Regions from separate parts of the Cricetulus griseus genome. Here region 2 is linked to region 1. Evidence: chromatin contacts called from public Hi-C data. All regions are on one chromosome and are shown on one strand. Each heading gives the region's core, a stretch centred on a gene start, on an enhancer-like site or on the middle of the called end of the contact. The rest is flanking DNA. Distances are from core to core; before and after follow the strand shown. Region 1 holds the start of Rgs5 (regulator of G-protein signaling 5). Region 2 holds the start of Nuf2 (kinetochore protein Nuf2).

The links. Hi-C and Micro-C count contacts between places; a contact is called where the count stands out from the background.
Region 2: a Hi-C map of fibroblasts shows a contact between it and region 1, with 4 times the contacts expected there. The contact joins the promoter of Nuf2 here to the promoter of Rgs5 in region 1. A contact is called at or near these places in 3 of 8 Hi-C or Micro-C datasets (the CHO-K1 cell line and fibroblasts).

Annotation. Positions count from the first base shown.
Region 1 is chr5:23,105,480-23,108,442 of CriGri-PICRH-1.0, forward strand. Rgs5 (regulator of G-protein signaling 5) reads right to left here and starts at 1,685. Exons shown (of 6, transcript XM_035445811.1): 1 at 1,656-1,685. The coding sequence starts at 1,685.
Region 2 is chr5:23,237,635-23,240,452 of CriGri-PICRH-1.0, forward strand. It overlaps Nuf2 (kinetochore protein Nuf2), which reads left to right and starts at 1,506. Exons shown (of 14, transcript XM_027417088.2): 1 at 1,506-1,662.

The sequences.
Region 1 (2,963 bases), core at 435-2,934:
CACCTTAGTCCTTCCTGCTAGTCATTGCACTGGTGCAAGCTGTAACCTTCAGATGTGTTTGTATGCAAGGCCAGCACCAGGACTCATTACAAACAGAAGCACCGCAGCCTCTTTAGAAATATAACTATATTCAAGATTTGATTGACAGCCTATAGAGAGGTTCGGCTTCTAGATGTTTCAAGGATTAAGATGATGTTTCTGGTCCTGGTGATGTTTGGAACAACTCCAATAGGCACCATTGTACACCATGCAAACTATGTCGTAGATGTTTGTTCCATCACTGAAAAATGTGGATGGGATGCAAGTGAAAAGTCTATGTGCTTTCTTGCTTCCTAAAACAAAAGAAGCAATAAATACCCATGGAAATGCACACACACACACACACACACACACACACACACACACACACACACACACACATCCCCCAATGTTTGTTAGCCAGCATCTTCAGCTGCGCCCCACCAACTCCCTGACATCTTCTGAATATGACGTCTAATTTGGTTGACTGGAGAGACTTGAAGCCACAAGTTCAGTTTCTACCTTTAAAGTAACTGGAGTTAGAGACGTATGAGGCTGAAGATGAAGCGTGGTGAGTGCCTGCCTAGCATGTGGTGAGGGCCTGCGTAGATTTCCAGCACTAAAAATAAAAACAAGAAAGAAAAGAAAATGGAAAGTGAGGAGAAAACAGGCAAGCAAGGCTTAAGTGGAACATACATTCAGTTATTCATATCACTTACATAGGGTATATTTTAATGAGAAGAGACAGCTGAAAATAATGCAAGACTACACCTTGCTATGTTAAAGAGACAGAGGGACCGTCAAGACTCCTGTGCTTGTAACACATACATAAAGAAAGACACTCAGTAGGAAGCTTGGGATGTGTAGAGCAGCATTTTCCAAACAGGTTTCCAAAAAGGCTTGATCTATTATTATTGGATGGTTAAACTCAATGCAACCCAAATCTGTGTTGCAGATGCCCCCTGCTGGCCACAAGAGACATGAGCTACAGCGGCTGTAGAAAGAACCCTGGAGCTGGCTAAGAAAACCCTATACAGGCTGCTTTCCACAAAGGTGAAAAACTATATGCTTCTTGCTCCTAAAAAAGCAATAAATACCCATGGAAATTCATGAACGAACACACACACACACACACACACACAGAGTTCTTCTGAACATGACTGCTTTAAATCATGATTGACCTTCAAGGCTTTGGATACAGCAGGGCTGAGCCATTTGTATGGAGAAAGACTATCACTCTGGCACCTACTACTTCCATCTGGCTAAAACGAAACCACCCATTCCTTTTGTTTCAGCCATCTAATGCAGTGTGGTACATTAAAATACATACCTAACTTCTTACCTGATTCTCATAATTTATATTTGGTACCTTAGACAAATGACCCTAGAGTTAGTTTGCATAAAATAACCCTCAGTGATGGAAGTGGTAGAAAGGTAAAGAAAGACAGCAAGAAATATTCAGTGCCATTGCTGTTACGGAACTCAGATGTGGCTCCAGCAATGACAGCTGCTTCCCAAGGCTCACGTGATTAACTACATTATACAACATTCTCAGCTATAAGATGGTTGAAAAACTGGAATTGACAATGCCAGCTGTCAAATATGGCATATTTATAGAAAACGCATTTATCTCTTACGTCCTTCAAGCTCTGGTTATGTTCCACCATTTCCCGTCAGACTTAACAACAACTATTGCCATTTTTGTGTGTGCCCAAACTGTTCTCACTCAGATGCTCTCAACGGCAAATGCAACAAAGCAGTAGGGAGGGGCTCAATAGATATATCACTCACTTTGCAAGCATGAAGAATACAAAAACTAGGTTTTAAAAACTGTCAGGAACTCCGGCATTGACTTACCATCCCAATTTGGGACAGCGGGAGACAAATAGTTTCTTGAGTACTCACTGGCCAGCCAGACTAGCCTACTTTATGAATTACAGGCCAGGGAGAGGACTCTATGTCAAAAAATAAAATAAAACCCCTGAGGGATGGCAGCCTAGGTTGTCCTCTGGCCTCTATACAAATGTACACACACACACACACACACACACACACACACACACACACACACGTGCACGCATAATCAATAGGACACTTGTTCAAATAAGCTAACTTTTTCATAAGACTAAGGCCAAATGCAGTTTCTTCTCACTTGTTTACTTAACAGACTAGCAAGCAGTATCTTTGCTGTGTGCCTGTCCCAGGCCACACACTACTACTTGTTTGGAAGTCTCCTGTGGAGTAAAAGGCAAAACCAAAAGAGTTAGAAACAACGGAACCTATTAGCCCATTACATTTTTAGCTGCCTCCAATTGCTACAATGTGAGATGGGTGCAGGTCACTGGGTATTTGCTCTAGTCAGATATTCACTTCTCTGTGGTGATCTGCAAGCTTGTTTAGAAAATTCAGCTCCTGTGGGGCCACCAATAACTGTCCCTGCTGATCTGATCAAGATCCATGTTTGGTACAAATAACAGTCTCTCTCTAGTCACAAGAGTGAGGCTCAGATTTGGACTGGGGAGCCTATTGTAGTGCCCACTGTCCATGTTAAAGTGAATTTGTAAAGGTGCAACTGATGTTCACTCCTAGAGATGGCACCTGTGGCTTGATCCCTGCTTAGCCCCAGATCCAGTCACTGTCTCTGAGGTTTTGGTCGTCTAATATCAACCACAAGGGCATAAGAATCTCAACTCTCTGATCCTATTGTGGGTCAACGAATCTTTCATACAAGGCACAAGCAGAACACAAACAACTGGGACTTTGTTGATATTATGGAATAAATTATATAAACAGTTTACATCAGCTTATTAAGTGTTTGCTCAAAAAGAATGTGTTCAGTTTGGTTTCGTTGTAGGTACAGTGATCTTGCTTTCATACACCGATCACGAAGCCATTGAGAAACAGCCACCCATAACTAACCATTAACATAAATGGTTACCTACTGA
Region 2 (2,818 bases), core at 256-2,755, 130 kb after region 1:
TCAAAAAGACAACTTTGGTCTACAGATAGTAAAGTGAATAGGGCTTGCTTCACAAGCATGAGGCCTGCACTAGTTCCCCAGCACTGAGTCATGGTGGTATGCACTTATAATCCCACCAATGGGGAGGAGGAGGAGGAAGGCATCCCTAGAACTCACTGGTGGCTCAGTTTAGTCTGATGGGTGAGCAACAGGCCAATTAGAGAAGCCATCTCCAAGAAAGTAGGTGTTGTTTCCAAGGATGTCACTCAAGGTTTACTTCTGCCCTACATATGCACATGTACACGTGCCTGCACACAGTCATTAGTGCGCGCTCGCACTAACTTTTGAAGAAAATCAGTTTTATCCTTGTAATTAAGAAATTTGAATAAACTATTAGTTTATTTTATAAACAATTCAAATTCTAACACACTTCTAGCTGTTAAATTTATAGCAAAAACCACACCTCAAATAGCTTTGATTACACATTCATCTCAACTTTTCTTCAGAGAAAGACCATATAGTCTCTATACTCTTGGTCTTCATGTAATTCACTTGTTTGGACGCTCAACGTTTTAGTTTTGGTTTTTGTTTTTGTTTTTTAGCACTTACTAGTTGTGATTTAAAAAAAAAACTACAAACCATTTACAAATAAATCAAAATATAGATAATACTTATTGGGGATTCACAATTTTGCCAGTCACTTTATTTAGCACACTATATGAACTAATTCCCCGAATCTTAATGATACTGTATGGAGCAGACAGGACTATTTACCTTAATCTGTAGAAAGCACTTGTGGTGCCTGGCTCCAGGGGAGGGATTTTAGGAGACAGGAAGAGACTAAGATTCAGAGATTTAGTTTTACTCCAGATCATTCCAAATTACTTCTCTCAGAGCAGCATTCTTGAATGTGAGAGAGGCCCTGATCAAATGAACTATTAGGTACCTCCCATCTCTCCAAGTCTTGCTTACAGGGGACTTAGGTCCTCTTTACCCAGATTCTGGCTAGACTACTTTTGAAATGCTACGGGCGGCTTTGGGTCACTCGCGCAATCTCTTTAACGCAGGGCATTCTTTCTAAGGCAAATTAACAATGTCTAGCCATCCGCTCGCGTTCCCGTCCCAAGCGTTCATGAACTTTAAGTGAAATGAAGTGTACAAATATCCACGGCAGAACCTGACCTCATCAATGCTCATCAGACAGCGACACTGTCATTATTACGCCAGGATTCTCTACAATGCTTTTGATTCAGTGGAGAACCCTTTATCCACTGTCACTCTCTGAGCCTAATGGATGGGACCAGCAAACCTTCTGCTCGCTAACTCGGACGCCGGCGACACAGCTCCGGAGAAAGTCACCGACAACCTAGTAAACACCTCCCGGAACTCCGCCCCCTAGCAGCTGCGCTCTCCTGTCCAGTGGATTTGCAGTTCCGAATAGAAGCCGAGGCTCGGAATAATGGTTCCGCCCGCCTGGGGCCAGGCTTGTTGCAATGCACATCAAGCCCCACCCATCGTGGGTCTATTGAGCCCTTCCGGCACCCGTCGCGCCGGAAGAGCACTCTGCGGAAAAGGGCGGGTTCCGCATGAGAAGGCGGCTGATTTGAAAAGTGACAGCGGTTGGTGTTTTTTGGTTGATTGCTTGGCTACTATCTGCTCTTCCCGGAGCTTCTGGGACCGCAGGTGAGTGCGAGCGGGCGCCGGAGGGCGGGGAGGAGGCCTAGGGTTGGGGCGCCTGGGTTCGCTGACTTAAGCTTATGTGTTTTGATTTGAAGCAGGGTCTAAAGAATCCAAGTTGGCCTAGAACCCAGTAAGTACCCGAAGCTAGTCTTGAATTCCTAATCCTATTACTTCCAGCTCCCAAGTGCTAAAATTACAGGTGTGAGCCACAAGGGTGGTGTCAGTGGGATATGTTTCCTTGTGAATGCTTGTCAGTTTTCTACGTATCTCCGTTGTTCCACCATCTCTTTATTACACCCAGAACCACGAATCAAAAGGCGAAAATGTTGTATTTAATTAAAAAATCAGGGACCTGAGCGTATATGGCTCTACTCCTGTACAACACATGACCCTTCTCATGATTTTTTTCTCCTCCTCCTCCTCCTCCTCCTCCTCCTCCTCCTCCTCCTCCTCCTCCTCCTCCTTCTCCTCCTCTTTCTTTTGATTTTCAAGACAGGGTTTCTCTGTGTAACAGTCCTGGCTGCCTTGGAACTAGCTTTGTAGACCAGTCTGGCTTCGAACTCACAGAGATCCTCCTGCCTCTGCCTCTGGAGTGCTAGGATTAAAGGCGTGTGCCACCACTGCCCTGCCCTCATCAAGATTTTGAGGAACTATTTTATTTAATTCTTTAAAATTGGGAATTGCTTGCTTGCTTAATTTTGCATTGCAAAACCACATGTATAAAATTTAACTGTTATGCCAGGACATGCTGTGCTTAGCATTGTAGTGTTACAAATAAAAGAGAAACAGGAGTCATTAGCAAACATGTCAGAGAGTCCTTGTAACTATAAAGTACTTTAGTCTGAGCTAAGAGCTCAAACTAAAGGCCTCTTTCACTGTCTGTAAACGCACACACACACACACACACACACACACACACACACACACACACACACACGTTGGAACTGAAATTGCACTACAAAAGACTGAGAATTTGGATGAGAAGAAGCCATTATACCCACTAATTGCAGGTGTAAGCCTCTTGGTAATTTTAACTTGGGAAACTGATCCTCAGAAATTCCCAAGCAGTTGTAATGAGACATTGGAAGTTTAGGAGAAGTCTTGAAGGGATTAACTTGGACCAGAAAGAGCACTAGATTATTATAGATTTGAGAAACTA